Linked DNA regions of Gossypium hirsutum: all the other regions are linked to region 1. A link is a contact called in public Hi-C data. All regions are on one chromosome and are shown on one strand. The core of a region is the stretch at or near the end of the contact, and the rest is flanking DNA. Distances in the headings are between cores, read along the strand shown.

Region 1 (3,540 bases), core at 413-2,912:
GTAGAGGTTAAAACTATTTAACAAGTATACTGTTATACTTCAGTGGTTAACAATAAAAGCCATGTATATATAGGGTACATCTACAGGAATGAAAACAAGTTTAGTTTTCCAGATTTCATGAATTGAAATAATAGCAAATTGAGTTTACCTTCTTTGTTTTTTATATTCCAGTTTCTATTATTGTTCTATTTTCCTTTGATTTCTTTAAGAATAGTTCAGTCATTTCATGGTATCTTTTGCATGATCTTAGGCGCCTTCCGTTACGATTAACACAATGTCTATTGAATCAAATTTTGCTTCCAATAGCGTGCCTCCGATCTCGTCCACTCCTACTCTGAGTCTTGTAGTTTTGTGCCATTTCGAGTCCGTGAGATCTTGTATTATTCAGAATTTTCCTCGTCATGAAAGGATAAGGTTAGAAGATAATAATTTTGTATAATGGCAACAACATTTGAAATTAATACTTGAGGGTTATAGTCTTACCGGCTATGTGACTGGATCTATTCCAGTACCTCCACATTTTATCCTAGATCAAGAAAGGAAAATGTGTTTAAACCCTGATTTTATAGTGTTTCAGCAGTAGGACAAATTACTTGCTTCGTAGCTCTTGTCCATGATTAACAACTCTCTTTTATCGTGTTTTACAAGGATTCACTAGGCTAGCGATGTGTGGGAGATTGCAAATCGAATGTTTGTGGTCGCATCGAGAGCAAAAGTGTCTAAACTCAACACGAATTAAGTTTAATCAAGAAAGGATTTCACACAATCAAAGAATATGTTTCAAAAATCCATAATACTTGTGCACTGTTAGAAGCTTCTAGGCATTTAGTGTTTGAATCGAAAAAACTAGAATTCATTCTTGCGAAGCTCTCGCTGGAGTTTGATGCGACGGTCACTCTAGCCTCTTTCTCATTGAAGCCTTTCCCGTTGCGGTGACTAGTAGACATCTTATTAGAGCACAAAAGCTGACAGTAGAGGATGGTGACAGAAACCTCTATTCAAGAAAACATGCTGAGCCATGATGTTAGCTCATCATTCCTGTCCATGGATTCCACGATGAGGGGCAAACGAGTGATCTCCGATAGCCGTGAAAAGAGTGCATACGGACGAGTACAATGTTAGCTCTATGGAAGGAGTGGCCATTTAGCGCAATGATGCTACTAAAGGTTCGACCAGCGTCATGATGGACCTTCGATGTTGGTGTCTTCTCTAGAAACCTACGAATAGAACCCTGTTGATGAAACAATAAGGTTCGTTGCAGATCTAAAGGATAATGGACCATTTGAGAGTTCTTCGGTGACAATGGACCAGTGGCTTAATCATGAAAGGCGTCTGATTGCTAGCTTGACCACTGGTACGGATTTTGGCTCGCCTTTGGCTGCTGCCACACATGAACGGTATAACCCTAATGGAAAATATGGTATGCTTTCAAGACCCTAGTCTATTTGTTAACCATATGAGTTTTGGGTCTTTAAGGTTTGGATTATATGGTCACAATGGAAGTGGGCCATCGGCAATTAGGCCACAAAGTGGTAATGGATATAGACATCCACAAGGCTTTAATGGAAATAGGCAGCCAAGAAGTTTAAATGGAAATAGGCCGCATGTAGGAAATGGAGTGTGTCGCAATTGATCTACAAAACTTACAGCGAGAGTTTTCCAAGGTCCGAATCATGATGCCGGTGTGGGACCATTCGTTCAAGGCCCACTTATGTAGTCCTCATCATGATTCGGTCTTTCACAAATTCTTGATGTTACTGGGCTTGAGTTTTCAAATGGAAGTGAGACCAGTGCAAATTCATCCGGTTATGGTGTTGGATCAAAATTTGGAACTAAAGCATTTAGGTCCGAGGAGCCGTATATTCCTTCACTCGTGAAAAATAATAATATAGATTTTTGGTATTCTGACTCGGGAGTAACTCATCATGTGTCTAAAGACGCATCGGCATTAGATAAATCCACTCCGTATTCAGGTAATATTGCACTTTTAATAGCTGATGGTACGAATGCTAAAATCGAGTATGTGGGTCGTTCTACGTTAGCTACTCAAAATAAATTGCTTCATTTATTTAATGTCTTACATGTGCCAACTATTCGAAAAAATTTGCTATCCGCCTCACAATTTGCTCGAGAGAATAATGTTTTTTTTATAGTTTCACCTGTTTCACTGTGTGATTCTCAGGACGTTTTATTGCCGGGCCACACTCATGATGGGCTTTATAGGTTCTCACCGGTAATCAAAAATGCTGCTCATATGACTCCGTGCACACATAATATCATCTTAGTGTTGGATTCTTTGAGTGATGAAATATTTGAAGTTTGGCATCGTCGTCTAGGACATCCTTCAGCTTGTGTTGTTAGCTCAGTTTTAAAGACATGTAATATTGTTGCGAATAAAAATAAATTTGATCATGTATGTTTTGCTTGTCAAAAGGGAAAGTCTCACAAGTTGCCATTTTTGAGTTCAACTACAGTATATATTGTTCCATTTGAATTGGTTGTGTTAGATTTATGGGGACCAACAGTAGTTAACTGTGGTAATAGTTGGTATTATATCTCATTTGTTGATGTTTTCAGTAAGTTTACATGGATATTTCTTATTCAACTCAAATCTCAAGCTGTTGAGTGTTTTAGTCAATTTCAGAATATGGTAAAAACTCAATTTGGGAAAGACATTAAGCAATTTCGGAGCGATTATTCAAAGTTTAAACATGTAGATCTTGATCTATTTTTTGTTTGTGAGAAGGTTGGCGATTGATCTCTTATCGTCGGCAAAGTACCCTCTTGTGACCAAGTGGCGAACATCCTTACTAAACCATTATCAGTTTCATATTTTTGTAAACTTCGACAACTTTTGCGGGTCTCGAAAGTGGAGTAGATAGGTGAATATTAAAATATCATAATTAACAAAGTTTATAGTTGAAGAATTTGTTAAAATCAATTAGTAGTTTAGGGAGTTACAAACAAAATAGTAGTTGTAGAGGTTAAAACTGTTTAGTAGGTATATTGTTATAATTCAGTGGTTAACAGTAGAAGCCATGTGTATATAGGGTACGTTTGTAGGAATGAAAACAAGTTTACTTTTCCAAATTTCATGAATTGAAAGAATAGCAAATTGAGTTTACCTTCTCTGTTTTTTATATTCCAGTTTCTATTGTTGTTCTGTTTTCCTTTGATTTCTTTAAGAATAGTGCAGTCTTTTCAGCATATGTCTTCGAGGATTTGATAGTTCACTCGGCTGTGCGGTGGAGGAGGTTGGTGTTTAATTTGTTAGTTGAAGATTTCCTTCATTTGTAAACCTTTTTTAAAGGATGCGAATAAGGTGGTTCATCATTTAATGCAATGGCTTTATCTTTTACGTCGTGTTATAAATTCCCCTTCTTTTTGAAGATACTTTTGTTTTATCTTCCAAAGGAGAGTCACATAGGACGAGTGTATGAGATAAACCTACTAGCTGAAGTTTAATTTATCTACTCTCCTTTATGTACTTTGATTCTCTCAAAATATTTCCTCTTGTCCTTAAAAAAAGTGAAAAAAGAA
Region 2 (3,540 bases), core at 550-3,049, 120 kb after region 1:
GAACTTATATTAGATTCCAAGTTTTTCTAAGTATAAGATTTTGAAAGAACTTATATTAGATTCCAAGTTAATGAACAATCAAGTTGCCATGGAATTTTTTTGGAACATTGTTAGGCATGATGAAAAATGAATTAAGTCAAATGTTGTAATTATTCTAGTTTAGTTATGTTATTGTTGTTAACTAGTGAAAATTGTTGCTAAACCATCACCTTGCATTTCATTTTATTTGTATTTAGGTTAACTTTCATTTAGTTAATTAACTTAATTTGACACCTATCACTCAAAATTATATGTTTTCCTTAACCAATTTATGAATAATAATTTTACAATTATTGATTTAAACACAGTCCTTGTGGAGACAATAAATCTAATACTTACGTATTACTTGATAATGATTGTGTACAATTGCACATTTCGTCACGAACCATCTCAGCATAACGGCTTCACCTTGTGAAAAATACTGCAAGATTGTCATGTTATGTTACACCATCAACAAAAATTAGCTCTTAAGAAGTTGAAGCTTCGTGTCGTTTCTCTTGGAGAACAAACTTGCCAATGTATCCCACGCTTCTTTAGGAGTTTTGACATCTCGGATGTGCTCCAGCACGTCTTTTTCAACTGTCATATGCAAAGCGCACATTACTTTGCCCTCTTTAATCTTCCACTTCCGCATCATATCACTTGTAGGCTCTGCCACTAGTTACGTGATTTTGCTTCCGTTCACCACCTCCCACAGGTTTTGGCCTTGCAAGCATGACGTCATACATGTTGACCAAGATTTGTAGTTTTGATTATTGAGTTTCTTAACTCCACCTATGACATGAAGGTCACTCATTTTGCCAAGAGGAAACACATCAAACGATACAGAAACCTAGCTCGGATATCATGATGTAGAACACGCAACAGATAACATAAGAAAACAATAAAAATAAGGGAAGCTAAACTAAACTGATCGATAATTTCTGAAACCAACTGAATGCCTTATATAGGCTTACATCCTATGACAAACTATTATCTTTAAAACTAGAGACGTATCCCATAACAAGCCACTATCCTTAAAACTAAAGATATCCCATGACAAACCACTATGCTAGAAAACAAAACCAACTGATTAAATTAAACATTGATTAAAGACTCAATTAATAAATCAACAAAAAACAATTAACCAGATCAATAGACCAAATATAAACAACATAAACATTGCTAGTGATGCTGTTTAACATTAAGCTAAAGTTGAAATGAGCTATAGTTTAATTTTAAAAATATATTTGTATTCTTTTTATTCCCAAAATTGGAATCGCAAGATTTAGTGTATAGATTCAACACTCAAAAATCAGGTCCAACTAACCCATACTCAAACCTCCAAAAATAGACGGTGAGAATGGTTTCCAACCAAATCAAAACAACTTCAAAACTAAGCTACAAGTGGCTCCAATGGCACGTGAACCAAAATAGATGAATGGCTTCCTCATTATTTCACTCAACTATTTAAACAAGTCTTAAGGGCTAGCAAACTGAAACAAACAAGTAGCTTTCATTTTATTTTATTTTGTTTATTTTGTTTTTTCAAATGTGACTTTTTAACTTAAAAATAAAAAATGGCAACAAAATCCGAATCAAAATTATGTTAATCCTATAATGGTAGGTAAAATTGATCGCCTGAGGCCCAAGGAATCTATCAATATGGGCATAAGATAAGAACGAAGATGGTGAATAAAACAATACGGACATAAATACAAAAAATAAATAAAAAGAAAATATAATTAAAAACAGAGGGCATTATTGTGATTATTCCATCCACCTAAAAGCAAAAATCTCAAAAAACGTAGGCTTTAAGTGAGAGAAAGAGGAGGAGAGCTGAAGATTACAGTTGTTCCGTCATTTAAGATTTCTTTTGCTCTTCCTATTTCACCCTTCCCTCCTTCCTATTATTTGCACTCCTCACCACTCTCCGCCATTGTCGTTTCGCCATTCCCAGCTCCCAAGCTTCACCGAACACTTTTTGGACGCGCTGCGTTTAGAGCTGAGAAAGAAGAAGAACAAGATAAGGCTTATTTTGATCCGCGAGGAGTAAAATTTGAGGAGGTGAAAGATGAATCGGAGCTTTAGGGCTCAGCAAGAAACGGCAATGCAAGCGGCGGTGTTGAAACAACGGCAACAATTAAGAGCTTCGATGATGAAAGAGAAAGAAGAAGAGCTTGCATTGTTTCTCGAGATGCGAAAACGTGAGAAAGAACAGAGTGATCTTCTTCTTAATCACTCCTATGAGGACTTCGACGCTCCATTAGGTGAAGTTTCTAAAATTTCTTCAACTTTTCTAGGGCACTTTTTCTTTTTAATTTTAATTTTTGGTAATTTGGTAATTTCTTGAAACTGTAGGATCTAAACCTGGAACTTCACCGATATTTAATCTTTCAGCATCAACAACGACTCCGCCGAGAAAAGCGGCTGCCGCTGCCGATGATTTTCTTAATTCTGATGGTGATAAAAATGATTATGACTGGTAATTTGTTTGTTTATTCCTTTAATTTAATTTAATTTAATTTAATTTAAGGTATTGTTTGGCTGAAACCAAACTGCAAAAAGGCGCCTTTCGATCTAGAAGTGAATAAAAATTCTGAAGGATTAAAATTGTAATATCTTTACTATTTTTTAGATGCGGAGCAATTATATTAGAATTAGCTTTCAGTTTAGATATTTCTTTATCTTTAATTTTAATATTGATATTGATTTCTTTTAGCTTTCAGGAAATAAGAAGTATAAAGAATAATTACCAAAAGGCAGAAGCATTGGCAACAACCAAACAGAGCCTTGATTTTATAAATCATATTCATGCTTAGCTTAGTTTTGTTATCAGTTATTGGCAGGTTTTCGTATAATTTACTTAATCTTGTCCAATGTATTTTTAAGGCAATAGGAAGAAAAAGGCAAAAAACTAGTAAGAAGGGTTATAATTATTGGTGGCATGTTTAATTGATTAAGTTAATAATTTGATCGTTGTGATGGGAACTTTTAAAATGTGCCCTGGAGTCGCTAGTGGCAACTAGAGCATTTATTTTTTCTAAACTTCAGTTGGCCATTTTGAAATATAATATTAGTGATGATTTGTTATGGTTTCTTTTGATGAATCGATTGCAGTCATGTTTTGGGGATTCAAACTTCAGTTTTCTACTTTTTAGTTGAGTTGAATTATTTTTCATTTTTAGAAACTTGATTCCATTTGTTTCTCATGGTTCTATGTTCTTTTCTGGTCCAGTCTGATCAGATTCAGATGTCATGTTTTGCGAATCCTATTAAGTTCGTTTTATACGTTGCCTTCTCTAAAAGAAGTTAGAACTTTGAAATTTTGTAGATTTTAACTGCTACTTGTGGACAAATCTAGGTTAGTTGCCTTAAAATATTTAAGTTCCAGATTTTCAAACAAGCCAAATGTTCAAACTCAAGAGAAAATGTTTAGATGACAAATTTGTAGATTATGCTTGTAATTAGGTTCCAATGCTTTGATATAAATAGAGAAAGGGTCCCAAGACAAGGACTGAA
Region 3 (3,540 bases), core at 443-2,942, 95 kb before region 1:
TTAATATTTTACTATTTTATTATATAATATTTGTCAACCATTAACCTTACTTATAGATTCTAAAATTTTCATTGATAATGTACCAAATATTATATTAAGATTAAAATATTATTTAATTAAAATATACCTTATTTTTATATTTCTTTTTCCATTTGGCCATCTTCATCTTCAACAATTAATTAAGAGATTAAAATTTTCATTAAAAAAAATCCATAAATGAGCATCCAAGTTTGTTAACTACTGATAAAAAAAATTTCTTCCACCTTCCAAAATAATGGAGACAAGTTCATTTTTAATCTATATTTATCTTCTTTTTTCACCATTAGCATTCAATAGGTTAATTCTCACCTCATAGATATTTTGCAAATCAATTATAAAAGAAAAAAGAAAAAGAAATGCATCCATTTAATGGAAGAAGGAATTATATGATAGGTGAAATTTAAAATTTAAATACACAATGGTTTTTCAACTTATGATTATTTTTGGGCTACATTTCATTTTCAATGTTTAAATACGTTTAGAATAGCATTTGTGAAAAAATAATATGGATTAAAAGCAGCAACCTCTTAAAATGAAAACTGTTAGAATTAAATGACCTGAATCATTATTTAAATAAAATATAGTGGTAAAATAAAATAAAAGTAAAATTCATATAAAACTACACTTCTTTTATTTTATTTTAGAATAAGGTTTTTTAAACTTTATTAAACTCCATCTATTTTATATTGATTAGAATAAGGTGTTTCAATATTATTATAATATGGCTTTAGAAGCTTATAAATAGACATAGTCTATTCCTCTTGTATTTCATTCGAATTCAACATAGTGAATTTTCTTTTCCTCTGCCTGTGGTTTTTTTTCCCGAAAGGGTTTCCACGTAAAATCTGTATGTTCTTTATTTTGTTTTATTTTATTTTATTTTATTTTATTTTCACAAAAACTTTTTCATTTTGACTCTTTAAAATTTTTAAAATTTTAAATTAGTAAAGAGAAAATTACACTTTACTCTCTTAAAAATAATAAAATCTTGATTTAATCCTTTAAAAATTATAAAAATATAGACTATTAAAATGTTAAAATTACATTTTTACTATAATAAAAATTATAAACTAATTTCGTTCCTCTAAAAAGAATTTCTAACTTCATCCATGATAATGAGAATTAAATAATTTAATTAGAAATTTCATACTCATGAAAAAAATTAGTTTAAATAGTAAAAGAAGGTAAATAAAGATTAAGTGATGAATTTCTCCATTGTCCTAGTGGAAACTGGTGAGATTTTTTTTTTGTTTGCACTTACAATTTTTTTGTTAGTATCTTAATTAATGGTTGAGGAAGAAGATAAAAAGGAAAAGGAAATATAAAAACAAAGGCATATTTAAAATTAGAATAATGTTTTAATCTTAACCATAGATTTTATTTTATTTTTGAATCATAATCAGATTGGGCTTTAAAATAGATCAAAAAAGTTTACAGAAAACAAGCTAAACTTAAAAGTAGGCCCAAGACAAAATTTGGCCCGTGAAAAAACCAATCCACTTTGAAAAGAAACTAAATAAATCATTAACAAGAAAAAAAAAACAGATCTACTTCTAAGAGAAAAATCTAAAGAACTCATTTAAGCCACTGCCTACTTGCCCAATCAGATATTCTGACGCCTGACTTTCCATCTCATCTGTCACTTCTATCTTTAATGGCGACGTCAGTTCCCAAGGGGGTCTTATCACAAAGACTACTGATCTGTTTTGTTTTGAGACTCTTCCCCTTTCTTCCTTCTCTTTATTTCTTCGATCTGGTTCTTTTACCCTCTCCCTTCTCATCAGACCTTCTGCATAACTTGGTAAACTTTCAATCAGATACATCTCTTCTTTCCTCTTCAGCGATTCTGTTGTTAAAATATGGGCTAGACCATTCGCTGATCTTGGGATATACTCAAATCTTAACTTACGGGCTCTAGACTTCATCTCTTGAATATCGTGAATGTAAGCCCCTATTTGCGATTTATCTAGCTTTATTTCCTTGCATTTCTTTATTATCGATAGTGAATCACCTTCTATAATGGCTTCTGATCTTTGCATTTCGAGGCCAATCTGGGTAGCCCTTCGACAAGCTAGAGCTTCCGTAGCAAGAAGAGAAGCCACCCCTCTGTGGAGTTCTGAACAAGAAATGATAACGAGGCCCTTACTGTCTCTGACCACAATTCCTGACGCCGATTGGTGATTCCTCTCGTTAAAATCCCCGTCAAAATTTATTTTAACAGCCTACCCAGATGGATGAGTCCACTTAATTTCAACATTAGGAGTAATATGGGTATTTCTACCAGCCCCCTTAAGTTCTTGTAGGTAACTTGGAACATATTTTGCTATCTCCTGACCTGGTCTGTTTGTGTTTTCATGTATCCGAGCGTTTCGGTCTCCACAAATGACCCAAAGCGCACTACAGAAAATTCTACACTGATCATGAGAGAGAGTCAAACACTTAGGTAAGCCACTACTCAAACTCTAGGTTTGTCCACTGTGTAAAATTAAATACAGGCAGTGTTTCCCACACTGCCACTGACACATAGCATTTGCGAAATAGGTGATCCATTGTTTCTACTTCCACACCACATCGAGAGCATGTTGTGTTGTTTGCTAGTCTCCTAAGTTGCATGTTTACCCGAGTAGGCAGATAGTTCCAGGTAATTTTCCAAATTGTAATTTTAATCTTAGTAGGTAGATCTAGGCACCAAAGTTTTTTTTGTAAAAACCACTATAGACGTTCTGTACAGCATAAGCTCTAGGATCCCCACTTTGTAATAGTTTGTAGGCGCTCCGAACTGTATACTCTCCTGAAGGTTCTCCGGTCCAAGCCAGAAAATCACTATGAGGTTCCATCGCCAAAGGGATATGAAGGATCAGTTCAGCTACTTCTTCTGGGAAGGTATTGGCTATCAGTTCTCTATTCCAATTTCTTTCATTATTATTGATTAGCTCAGCAACTATCAACACGCAAATCACCATTAACGGTCGATAGCCTTAAACTCCTAAAATCTGGAATCCATATATCATTTCTAATTGAAATACTAGTACCAGTACCAACCTTCCAAATTAGGCCTTTCTCCATGTTAGAATTGTGTGACCCAAATTCTAAGAGATTGCTTGCAAGTCAAGTTAAACAAAAATATATTTTCTTTCTAGAAGATTTAGTATTTATTAGTATAATATATTTAGCATTTATTAGTATAGTTTATTTGATTTACTAATTTAGCCTATAAATAGGCTCCTTTACAATCTTAGAATTAAAAAGAGACACCCATTAGATTAGAACTCATAACACATTCAGAGAATTTTGTGTTTACGTTTGAGGGTTCTTTGTTTTTCGGGTTTTCGGGGTTTAGTTTTTATCTCCATCTTTTGTACTCTTCATTCTTTTGCCATTATAGTAAAATTATCTTTGCCCGTGGTTTTTTATCCTCTTTTGAGGGGTTTTTCCACGTTAAATTTGTGTGTTCATCTTCTCAATTTCTTCTACTATTTTACTTGTTCGTTGCTTAATCGG

Evidence for each region. A called contact is a pair of places that touch in the nucleus more often than the background predicts.
Region 2: a contact with region 1 is called in a Hi-C map of leaf, with 2.9 times the contacts expected there. The contact joins the promoter of LOC107960003 here to the enhancer-like site in region 1. A contact is called at or near these places in 4 of 34 Hi-C or Micro-C datasets (callus and leaf).
Region 3: a contact with region 1 is called in a Hi-C map of leaf, with 2.8 times the contacts expected there. The contact joins two enhancer-like sites. A contact is called at or near these places in 2 of 34 Hi-C or Micro-C datasets (both in leaf).

What each region holds. Positions count from the first base shown.
Region 1 is chrA05:78,919,738-78,923,277 of Gossypium_hirsutum_v2.1, reverse strand. No RefSeq gene overlaps it. Among protein-coding and RNA genes, the nearest start is that of LOC107960005, 31 kb to the right of the region's middle. Within about 2 kb of position 1,662, at least 8 of the 9 cell types and tissues checked have an H3K27ac peak or open chromatin away from gene starts, as enhancers often do. A contact at or near this core is called in leaf, where this site is marked.
Region 2 is chrA05:78,799,000-78,802,539 of Gossypium_hirsutum_v2.1, reverse strand. It overlaps LOC107960003, which reads left to right and starts at 1,799. Exons shown (of 5, transcript XM_041112490.1): 1 at 1,799-2,288; 2 at 2,380-2,503. The coding sequence starts at 2,093.
Region 3 is chrA05:79,015,108-79,018,647 of Gossypium_hirsutum_v2.1, reverse strand. No RefSeq gene overlaps it. Among protein-coding and RNA genes, the nearest start is that of LOC107960007, 25 kb to the right of the region's middle. Within about 2 kb of position 1,692, at least 8 of the 9 cell types and tissues checked have an H3K27ac peak or open chromatin away from gene starts, as enhancers often do. A contact at or near this core is called in leaf, where this site is marked.